Regions from separate parts of the Mus musculus genome. Here regions 1, 3 and 4 are each linked to region 2. A link is a contact called in public Hi-C and promoter capture Hi-C data. All regions are on one chromosome and are shown on one strand. The core of a region is the stretch at or near the end of the contact, and the rest is flanking DNA. Distances in the headings are between cores, read along the strand shown. Region 1 holds the start of Nrd1 (nardilysin, N-arginine dibasic convertase, NRD convertase 1). Region 2 holds the start of Tut4 (terminal uridylyl transferase 4). Region 3 holds the start of Osbpl9 (oxysterol binding protein-like 9). Region 4 holds the start of Cpt2 (carnitine palmitoyltransferase 2).

Evidence for each region. Promoter capture Hi-C pulls out the DNA fragments that hold promoters and counts their contacts. A called contact is a pair of places that touch in the nucleus more often than the background predicts.
Region 1: a Hi-C map of pre-B cells shows a contact between it and region 2, with 4 times the contacts expected there. The contact joins the promoter of Nrd1 here to the promoter of Tut4 in region 2. A contact is called at or near these places in 1 of 39 promoter capture datasets (pre-B cells), 1 of 484 Hi-C or Micro-C datasets (pre-B cells) and 1 of 115 datasets of contacts at active chromatin or transcription factors (thymic regulatory T cells).
Region 3: a Hi-C map of pre-B cells shows a contact between it and region 2, with 3 times the contacts expected there. The contact joins the promoter of Osbpl9 here to the promoter of Tut4 in region 2. A contact is called at or near these places in 1 of 39 promoter capture datasets (pre-B cells) and 1 of 484 Hi-C or Micro-C datasets (pre-B cells).
Region 4: a promoter capture Hi-C map of embryonic stem cells shows a contact between it and region 2, with 2.3 times the contacts expected there. The contact joins the promoter of Cpt2 here to the promoter of Tut4 in region 2. A contact is called at or near these places in 5 of 39 promoter capture datasets (cranial neural crest, embryonic stem cells, hippocampal neurons and 2 more), 1 of 484 Hi-C or Micro-C datasets (regulatory T cells), 12 of 115 datasets of contacts at active chromatin or transcription factors (the 230-238 cell line, astrocytes, cardiomyocytes and 7 more) and 2 of 9 other capture datasets (adipose tissue and liver).

What each region holds. Positions count from the first base shown.
Region 1 is chr4:108,999,364-109,002,063 of GRCm38.p6, forward strand. Nrd1 (nardilysin, N-arginine dibasic convertase, NRD convertase 1) reads left to right here and starts at 1,292. Exons shown (of 31, transcript NM_146150.3): 1 at 1,292-1,801. The coding sequence starts at 1,470.
Region 2 is chr4:108,458,141-108,460,840 of GRCm38.p6, forward strand. Tut4 (terminal uridylyl transferase 4) reads left to right here and starts at 1,270. Exons shown (of 31, transcript NM_175472.4): 1 at 1,270-1,499; 2 at 1,877-2,060.
Region 3 is chr4:109,200,983-109,203,682 of GRCm38.p6, forward strand. Osbpl9 (oxysterol binding protein-like 9) reads right to left here and starts at 1,290. Exons shown (of 24, transcript NM_001368727.1): 1 at 1,123-1,290. The coding sequence starts at 1,233. It overlaps Gm46867 (a long non-coding RNA gene), which reads left to right and starts at 1,211. Exons shown (of 3, transcript XR_001784406.1): 1 at 1,211-1,267.
Region 4 is chr4:107,922,188-107,924,887 of GRCm38.p6, forward strand. It overlaps Cpt2 (carnitine palmitoyltransferase 2), which reads right to left and starts at 1,402. Exons shown (of 5, transcript NM_009949.2): 1 at 1,128-1,402. The coding sequence starts at 1,279.

The DNA of each region.
Region 1 (2,700 bases), core at 42-2,541, 540 kb after region 2:
GTTACCACTGCCCGGAATCTTAATGCTTTCAAATACTTCTGCCCCAGTTCATGTATCCTCTTCAATACTTTGTCTTCCTACCCTGTTTTGTAGTCTTAGCATTTATTGTTTTTTTTTTTTAATGTATTATTTATGGTCAGTTTCTTCCCATAAGAAACTAAACTTCAAGCCAAGGATTTTTTGTTGTTTTTGAGACGGTCTTAGTAGGTAGACATGGCTGGCTTGGAACTGCTTTGTAAACCAGGCTGGCCCTGAACTTAAAGAGATTCACCTGCCTCTGTCTCCCTGAGTGCTTGAGATTCAAGGTGTGGACTACCACACCGGCAACGATTTGTTTTGTGTATGGCTTTATCTTCAGCCACACAAAGGTTCAGAGGCAGGAAAGACAACCACTAATGTATCTATCGGCTTAAAGTCTTTTTGTTGTTGTTGTTGTTTACTCATATTCATTTCGTTTATCTCTTCCATGTGGTATGATCTCATTCAATGGTGTCTATCAGCTTTTTATTGTTATCTGGTCAACTGCTTTTTATTTTATATTGTGTCTGTTCCAGTCGCTGCAAAAGCATTGGCAAAAACAAAAACAAAAAGCTTGGGAAAGTTACTTGAGGTTAGTAGCCTAACATGTTCTTGCTTTTCAGTAAAAGTTGGCCAAACTTAAAGGTAGGCTGAGGACTACTCCAGGGTGTGGAAGCTTAAAAAAATAAACAATTCGCATACAAGAGTGAGCATATTGAAACAGATCTGGAGCGTGAAAAGCACCAATGGTTTGGCAGCCTACAGGATGGAAAGATGCAATTGTTATTTCCGGTGCTTAGTGACCCACAAGCACTGCATCCATCTCGGGATAGGGTGGGAAAAGACTTCCGGTGCTCTGCTCTTTTAAAAAAGAGACCCGCTGAGTCACTCTAAGAATAGAGTGCAAAAAATACACCGCAAGTGGGTGAAGAAGATCAGCATCCACTATCGCGACTCACTTCTGTGTTTTCTCGCTGGGGAATATTTTCTCAGACACGGAGCGCTACGCGGTTTTCCTAAAAACAGCTACGGACGCACGTCACAATCGCAGCAAGACTTCTCCCATCATCCTCCGCCTCTTTTCCTTCGCCCCGCCCACGTCAGGTTTCGAAATGCTCTCTGGGTGCGCCAGGAACCCGGCCTATTTCTATTGGTCTCTCGCTTCCCCTACTCCCATTGGCTGTTTCTGCAAACGTGACGGCCGTTGTGCGTTGTGATTGGCTAGAGTCCATAGCGTCATCGGCTGTCAGGAGGGTGGGATGAAGAAAGTCGGTGTGAGCGAGGCCGGGTTGGAGGAGGGGTTCAGGCCTGTCCTCCCCAGCGGCTGGGGCAGCAACAACGCCGGCCGCCGCCGTCGCCCCTGGGACGCGGAGGAGGAGGAGTGGCTGGAGGTGTAGGAGGAGGAGGTGGGCCTGGGGAGCGGGATGTCCAGCGCTACGACTTGCTGGTGAATGCTGAGGAGAGTCGCGGTTGCTGCAGTCTGTGTCACCGGGAGGAAGTTGCGGTGTGAGGCCGGGCGGGAGCTCACGGCTCTGGGGCGAATCGAAGCACGGGGTCTGTGCGAAGAATCATCGAAACCCTTTCCTACGCTGACCATGCCTGGAAGAAACAAGGCGAAGTCCACCTGCAGTTGCCCGGACCTGCAGCCCAATGGACAGGACTTGGGCGAGAGCGGCCGGCTTGCTCGTCTAGGAGCGGATGAATCTGAGGAGGAGGGACGGTCTTTCAGTAATGTCGGGGACCCTGAGATCATCAAGTCTCCCAGCGATCCCAAGCAGTACCGGTGAGGGAGGAGGCTCGGACTGGGGAGAACAGGGTGCGGGCTTCGGTTGGTGCTGTAGTGACTTCTGGTCTCCATGTCTCCCGGAGAAGCAACAGGGTGTTACTACTTCCCATCCCAAATGTGTGTTTGGGTGAGGCGGCCAGGGCAATTTGGAGTAGACGAGGCTGGCCTTTAACTCAGAGATCTGCTTGCCTCTGCCTCTCAAATGCTGGGATTAAAGGTATCCGCCGCCACTGCCCGGCTATTTTTGACTTATATTAAAGCAAGAATTAAGGTTTCCATGAGGAAGACAGGATGGATGGTAAAGGGGAGGAGGGTTGGTAAGGAAAGCTTGACAGTTAGTGATTCTGAATTTTGGCGGAGAGGATATTTGAGATGTGTGTGTGTGTGTGTGTGTGTGTGTGTGTGTGTGTGTGTTATTTTTGTTCAGTCTCAATCCAAAGGTGTATGAGTAAAGAGAGGTAAAACAGAGTGAAAATTACGAAAAGGATGCTGTGGTTTTAATAAAAGAACTTTACATCACCCTTTTCGTAATTATCACTCCTGTTTACCTCTCTTAGCTAGCCTGAGATGGAGTGGCTTGTAACCATGGGTAGCTAGCCACAACTAGAATGGCTTAGCTAGATGACTTCTTCCAAAACGTATTAGAGATATCTTGGGCCTCAGTTGTATGAATGGTAGGCGTGTAAGATCCCATTTTATACAATGTTTCAATCATGTGTAATGAATGAATGAATGGTGACTCAATCCCCCACCTGAATAAACTTAAGAGTTACTTTGTTTCATAAAATATCTTGTATTTGAAATAGTTTCTATTATCTTACAGCTTAGTTTTCCTGGTTGAAGACGTTGAAACACACTCAGAATTAGACAGCTAAATAGTATTGGAGCTTGTATGA
Region 2 (2,700 bases), core at 20-2,519:
CAAAGACAGGCGGCTTTCTGAGTTCGAGGCCAGCCTGGGCTACAGAGTCTGGCTTTGACCTGGTGATCATCCTGCCCCAGCTTCCAGAATGCTGATATTACAGCTGTAATCTACCACACCTAACATTCGGTTTTCACTTTCATTTCCTCTTCTGTTCTTTACCTTATCTCTCTGAAGTTTGGACACATTTAAAAATGTTTCAGATGAGGCAACTCTGGATTTTTTATTAGTTTGATAATCGCCCCAAGCTGGAAGGGTTGACTGGCTACCCTCTATCCACAGCTCCTGGGTCTGCTGGAGTCAGAGACAGGGGGAAGGGGATTGTCAGAGCATATTTTCTCCTCTGCAAATGGAAGCCATAGTATCTATTGTCACAAGATCATTATGAAGATTAGGTGGTTAAGTGTATGAAGCCTCCTCAGCTCGATGCCTAGAAGTAAGTTGGCAATGCTTGGTCCCTTCTCACTAAGCTTGTTCAGCTTTGGGGATTCTGACGGACATATCATGTGAGAGGTGTTTAGTTCTGGGATGTAGCAGGAAGTCGATGAACTCTGCAGAGACAATTGCCTCTCTGTAGCCTCTTAGCAGCTCTGGTCTGTGAGTCACAAGAAAATTTGTCATTACCTTGTAAATATTTAAGATTCAGCTGCTTCCCTTTATAAAACCCCACGTTTAGTGCCATACACTTTTTCTGCCTAGTAAATATCCACCTCAAGGACTGCAGTTGTGTGATTTGACCAGCTCTGAGTGAAGTAGGAGACTGGTCAAATAATAATCTCGAGGCTTGAGGGCGGGGGGGGGGGGTGTCATTAAAATAAACTAACAAAGCCTTCTAGTCTTCCATGAGTGTAAATTTAAATGAGAGGAAGCTAACACATTTAAAAAAAAAAAAGGAGGAAGGAGGGAAGCCGTTCTTGGTAGTTGTTTCTATGCCCACCTGAAACTAAAGAAATGGTTTTCGAACTATTTCTCAAGATTTCTCTGCTTTGTTAGTCCTGAGGTGATGCAAAACTGGACTGGATGCAAGGGTGAAGGGGTGGGGGGCTCCCTCCTGCTAGCTGCTCGACAGTGCTCAGAAGTCAGGAATGGTCGCGGAGGATTCAAGAAATGCGTGGGCTGTCGGACAGTGACAAGCCCGAGCCTGCACATCTACGGCCTCTCCCTGGGGCACAGCTAGGCAACCTGCCCCCTTTCCCGCCCGGGGGCCTCAGGCAAGGCGCCCGCAGCCAGGGAGCCTGACGTGAGAAGCGCGACGGTGCACGCGACCCTAAGCTCGCCGGCGTCCTCGCGCCGCTTCCCGGCGTCGGCGTGCTGGACCGCAGGACCCTCTCTCTCTCTTTCTCTCTCCCTGCAGGCCCGCTCCAGCCAGCGAGCCGCGGGTAGCTCCGACCCTTTCCCTCCCTCCCTCCCTTCCTCTCTCCCTCGGGGGCCCGCCCGCCCCCAGCTCGGGCGCCGATCGGAGCCCGCGCGCGCTCGCCCGCTCTCCCTCCTCAGCGCGGGTGTGTGCGCGCCGTCCTCCCACCTCCATCCCCTCCTCATTGTTTCCGGGCGACCGCCACGAGCCCCGGAACGAAGCCCCTCCCCCCACGCCCCCCGGTCTACCCCCTCCTCCGCCGAGGTTTGACGGGTGCTTGGGGGGGATCCCCAGAATTAAAGAAGAGGGAGCCCCTGAACCCAGCTCTGGGAGGCTCTGCTCCCCGCCTCCGAGGCTATCTCCTCCCATCCCAATCGGGATCCCAGGCTGGGGAGAGCCTCCGACTCCCCTCCCCCCTCGGCCGGGCGCCACTCTCCCTCAGCCCCCTCCCCTCAGCGGGTCCTCCTCTTTCTCTCGCTCCCTCCTCCTCCCCCTCCCCGTCCCTTCCCCCCCACAATGCAGTTCGCGGCGCGGCGGACATGGCGGTGGAGTCCTGAGCTCGTCGTGTCCTGGCCTCCATCGGCGGCGGCGACGGCGGCGGCGGCGACGGCGACGGGGGCGGCAGCGGCGGCGGGAGGCGGAGGGGGAGCCGGAGCCTCTGAGATGAGGAGGCGTCGCGCGCGCCTGTAGCTCGCGGGCTTCTCAGGTACGGGGCTGCGGGCCGCCGCGCTGCGCGGGCTGCCGAGGGGGTGTGCTCGGCCGCTGAGCCCGGGGGCCCCCAGCTTGTCCCCTTCAGGTGCGGCGCCTCGCAGGTGTCCGCGCCGCCGGAGCGCGTCTCCGCCGCCCCCTCGGGGCCTGGCACTTCCTCCTGGGCTGGAACTGGCTTCTGGTGTCCCAGGGGAAAGCCGAGGGAAGGAGGGAAGTCGAGAAGGCGGCCTGGGCGGCCTGAGGAGGGCTTTGGGGGGCCGACCTTAGGGAAAGCTGGGGCGCCCGTCCGGCCACCGAAACCTGTTGTAGACGGGGTAGGAGTATCTGAGTTAACGGGATTGGTCTAGCCTTCGCTTAGATCCAGTGCGTGTTTGTCTGTATTGTGTGCCTTTCTTTCACCCTGTGTATGTGTATGTATATATACACTTGTAAACACACACACACACAGCGTGTCCTCCCCGCCATCCCCCGGGCTTGTCCTTGTCGGGAGGGAGCAGAGGTAGGTTTGTGTGGATTTCGTTTCCTGCTCACCCGCCGTCTCTGTCCCCCGCCCCCCAGTCGAGAGGTGCTGGTACTGCGCGCTTTTGACGTGGGTAACTGTGAGATTCGTATTTGTAAACAGACAGCACTTCCCCAGT
Region 3 (2,700 bases), core at 40-2,539, 740 kb after region 2:
AGCATTAAATGGGAATAATGAATACCTACCTTGCAAATTTATTAAGAGTAAATGAATTAAGGTGCCCACTAGACTACACTAAAAGCTCGAGAAGAGAGGCAGCGTCTACACAGCTGTCGATTCTTGCTGGAATGAAGACCCGCAGGACAGGAACTCAATGATATTTTTAAATGAATGAATAACTATGTGTCCCTACTTCCCTCATCCACACTAACTCTTCTCCCATAATCGTATTTCTTCGTTTTTCTTCTATCATTTTCTAAAGCCTTCAAGACATTCTATATTTTGTCCTTCTGGGTGCTTTTCTTCTTCTCACGGGCTATTATTAACAATACAGCTCAAAGAAAGTGGCCCCGTTAGTAATTTCTCCAACACCGCCCACCTTCCATTTCTAATGCGAAGGAGGTGGAAGAGGCGGTCAGAACATAGGCTCCACAGCATTTCATCTACCTACCCTGGGCCACTAACTCGCGTCAACAACAGCGAAGTCGGTCCTCTCCAGAACACAACTTTCAGGGCAACTGCACCATCTCTTTCTACATCTCCGCAACCAGAAGACTCGCGCAGAGGGAATCCTCTGCTCTCAAAAGTTACGGAGTCCGTTACACTCGTGCCCCGCTGGAAAGAGGGGTGCATCCCCACAGTAGGACAGCCTTGCTGGACAGACTGATGGGATTTCAGAGCCCACGGTGTGGACGCGGGTCACCTTTGGACCTGGCCAGGTTCCTCTGACCACTGCTCCGAGAAGGCAGCGCTCTTCGAGCCCTGGAGGGAAGCTAAGGGGTGCGGCCAGTGCCCGGGCTGGGGACAGGAGAGACGCACAGTGTGGACAGCTAGGCTGACCTGCCACACCGGGACTACGCCCACCCGTACCTCGTCTCAGCGCAGACCCTACCTAGTCACAGAACCACTCCCTGAGACACCCGGCTCGCCCCCGGCCCATAAATCAGCCGGCCGGCGCTGCTCACTGGCTGGGTCCGCATCTCCCTTCTGGTCATTGGCTACCCGCACGCAAAGCCCTCCTCCACAAGGGAACCTCGCGTACGGCGGTCTCTCAGCGGAGCACCCCCGCCCCGGCTCCGCGTAGCTCGCCGTCCCAGCAGCGCGGCCTCAGCCACTCACCGTGTAGTAGGAGAGCAGCCCTGCATTGTAGTCCAGCACGAACCAACGATACTGCCATCCCTTCATCACGTTAGTCCATTTGCTCAGCGGCCCTTCCACGATGGACGCCATCTTGGGAGCCGCCAATGACAACAAACGGCCTGACGTCAGTCGCCTATATGGCATTCGGCATGCAGGGGGCGGGGTCTCCGAGAGCCTAGGCGGGACCAGGGCGTGAGTGGGCGGGGCCAGGTGCGGCTCCTCTGTGCAGCTGGTGGACCCACGCCCCTGGCAATCCTAGTCAAGCATGCTTTGTTTCTTTCTCTCTTCGCCTATTGTGTATAGGGCGGGCTGTTATGGAGGCAGAAAACTGAGAAAGCGAGCGTGAATATTTAGATTATTTATCCAAAACAGGCGTGAAGGTGGATACCTGTAATCCCAGCACTTGGGAGACCAGAGGATCGGTAGTTCAAAGCCAGACTCAGCTAAGTAAGACTGACAAAAAAAAGAAAAGAAAAAAAGGAGAGAAGGAGAAAAGGGGAGTGGGGGGACAGAGAGACGGAGGGGAGGGGGGTTTAGAGGTGGGTGTAAGGGAGGGAGGGAGAGACAGACAGACAGAGAGAATAAGAGAAAAACATCTTCAAGAGGATCTGGAGGGTAGGGGAGCACACAACTGCCTGTAACTCCAGGCCATCAGAACTGAGGGTACCAGCACTTAGGAGCAAATATTCCCACCCCACTCAGACATACTCACTAAAGTACATATAACTAAAACTAAATTTTTTTTTTGTAAGTTCAAGATAATCCTTGACTACATAATGAGTTTGAGAGTAGTGGGTGCTACATAAAACTTTTTTTTAAATTGTAACATAAGTTTTGTTGGGTTTTTTGTTTTTTTTTTTTTTTTTTTTTTTTTTTGGAGACAGAGTCTCTTTTGCAGCCTTGGCTGTTCTGGTATTTGCTATATATAGGTAGACCAGGCTGTCCTCTAACTCACAGAGATCTGTCTGCTTCTGGGCTTGGGTTAAAGGTGAGAGCCACCACACCTGGCCAAAGAATTCTATATTTAAGAACCTAGTGATTGGGAAAGCTGGAGAGATGGCTCATCATCGGGTAAGCACTGACTGCTCTTGCAGAGGTCCTGAGTTCAATTCCCAGCAACCACAGGGTGGCTCACAACCATTTGTAATGAGATCTGATTCCCTCTTCTGGTGTGTCTGAAGACCAACTGTGTACTCACATACATAAAATAAATAAATAAATCTAGAAAAAGAAGGGGAAGAAGAACCCAGTGATCCTCTTTTGGCCTCCCTGGCCCCAGACATGTATGTAGTACACAGATATGCATGCAGGCAAAAAGAACTCATATACTTCTTGTTTTGTTTTGTTGTTTTACTGTAGAGAAAAATCTAGGGCTTTGTGCATGCCAGGAGAACATTCTACCCCTGCTATATTAGTCAGGGATCTTTAGAGTAAAAATACTTACAGAATGAATATATTTGTGTATATATAGAGAGATCGATAGATATACACACACACACAGAGTGGGATTTATTACAGGATGTGATTAAGCAAAGACAACAATGGCTGCCTATGCAT
Region 4 (2,700 bases), core at 152-2,651, 540 kb before region 2:
AATTCAGATAACCTCACTGTAGCTGGTCTCACACATAAGCACACTGGGTTCTTGCTGAGAAGGCACGGTGGGCAGATGACACTGGGTTAAATAACTGCTGGACACGGAGGAAAACAAACCCCACAGCAGGGAACAATACCATGGTACAATGTGTGTCTTTTCCCGGATGGAGCAGGAAGGATCACTGGCAGCTGGGCCAGGACAGTGAGGGGGATTTGAAACAGGTTTGGAGCTTGGTTTGGGAAATAAACAATGAATGCAAAGACAATTTAGGTTTGGCTTAGAGTGAAGGTAATTTCTATTCTGGCAACCTAGAACAAAGCTGAGAGATCAACGAGAAAACTAGACTCCAGATTTAAGGAAGTACTGGGTATTGGGGACAGGGGGTGACGGACATGGAGGAACACTTATTAGGGCTGTTTGAATAGGTCAGGTAGTGTGGGTGAGGTGTTGGGGACCACCCGAAAGAGTGCTGAGGAAGGTTTGGTGGGTATGAAAAAGTTCTAGGTTAAGGCTGACCTTAGAAGATGGAGCAGAAGATGGAGAATGCTAAAATGAGGATAAAGATGTGCTTGCAGCAACGATGGGACACTACCAGAACAGGTACTGGAAGAGGAGTGGGCTGGGTGTTCTCAGCAACAGGTAAAGGTGAATAGGGGACACTGACCCGAGGGAGACCCATGTTAGGAACTGGCTATCCTCCCTCAATGGGGGTGCCCTATATCTTTAATCTCAGCACTCTACAGGCAGAAGCAAGAGGATCTCTAATAGGCCATCCTGGTCTACAGAGCTAGTTCTAGGGCACACAAACCCTCAAAACAAAACAAGGAATTGACCACCCTAGTAGAAAGGATTCGGGTGATTTTCAGGCATTAAGTGTGTAGGGCTCAGGATAGCTGTCTGAAAGATTAATGGAGCGGGCAGGAGTTTGTAGGATTCAAGATGAACTTGTAGACGGGAGGGTTGCGGAGGAGACTTTAAAGTTTCTGAATCTTCTGAGCCAGGGAATTTTCAAAGTCTCAGGCTTTCCAAGCTGGGGAATGTGACTGCCTCCAGGGCCGGAGGTTCAGGGCAAGTCCTAAGCACCAGGAGTCGGGTCTGGGCCGGGGCCAGGAGGCTGGGCTCACCTGGGCAGGCTGTCCTGGTAGTGCATGGTGGGTACGATGCTGTGCTGCAGATACTCGGCGGGCCCCGAGACAGCACTTAAGGGCCGACTAGGGGCTCCCAGGACAAGCGAGGGGCACCGGGGCCAGTCACGCAACAGCAGGCGCGGCATCATCGTCCCGGGCGGCAATGGCGGCTTGAGGACGCGGTGGCTGAGGGAGTTCCCGAGCAAGCAGGCCGCTGCCCTCAGGCCCGGGACACCCGTAGAGACTTAACGTCCAGTTCAACTCCGCCCACAGGGGCACTTCCGGGCACCGATAGGCGGTGGCCCCGCCCACACTTGGCCTCTCCCAGAGCCCGCCCACATCGTGGCCACGCCCAAGAGGCGGCCACGCCCACCTGGGCCGGAAGCGGTCTCTAAACTATAGTAAGCCCAGCTTCTTGCCCGAAGGTGGCAGGCATGTAACTCTGAAGCTAACCTCTTTTCCTTTCACAGAACTGGATAGAAATCAAAAGTAGAGAAAAAAGAAACGCTGAAACTTGGCATTTGGCAGACCTATCCTTGTCAAGGCTTGGTCTCTAGAGACCAAGAACATTTCAAACCTTTGTCTTCTAAGTAGAGAACAAGATCAACAAACGCCTCCACAGTTCTAGATTTACTGAACAATAGTCATACTTATTTCACCAATATAATTTGTTAGGCAGAATACTTTACTCATACTAGGTCCGTGTAGCATTCCCCAAGCCTGAAGTCTTTGAAGTGTGTGGCTTCGCGGGGCGGGGGGGGGTGGGGGTGGGGTGGGGTGGGGGGGGGATAGGGAACTTTCGGGATAGCATTTGAAATGTAAAGAAAATATCTAATAAAAATATTATTAAAAATGTATAACTGGAAATTGGGGGTGCATGCCTGTAATCTGAAGGAGAGGCAGAGGCAGAGTGTCAAGAATTCTAGCCTATATTCAGCTACATAGCGAGTTGGAAGCCATCCTGGGCTACACGGGACTGTGTCTTAATCAAAACAAGAGGAAGGAAGGAAAAAGAATGTACAGGAACCAGAAATGAGCATCCTTTTTCAGATTGAATATTTCAAAGGAAAAAAACAAAACAGGTTCCCTACCAAGAGGAAACCCTTGTCCTCTAGTTCTGGGTGTCTTTTAGCCTCAGTCCACCGTAGGAGGCTACCTGTCAGCACACATGGGTCCTGAAGTCCCAAACTTTTCAGGAATTCAAAGATTCTTGAACGTGAACATCCCCATCCATCGCTAAACCACCACAGGCAAGCAACATATACCATACCCCTCTGGTCTCTGCCTCATCTGTAGCTAAAGAAGTAATAGGTTCTGCTACCACTTATTTTACATAGTGAATTATTCTCACTTGAAGCACAACAGAATTCCATTCTGGAAACACAACCTTCCTTTAGCTCCAGCTGTCTGTCAGGACCCTGTAGATCTGAAGCAGCCAAGTACATTTTGTCTGTTCCATAAGTAGGTAGGCAGAGCCATGAGCTGGAACACATCCCAAAGGGCACTGGATTTGGAGTTCAGGGGACCTGAGTTTGTTTCTCGGGCTCTGTCCTTATTTAGATGACCAGCA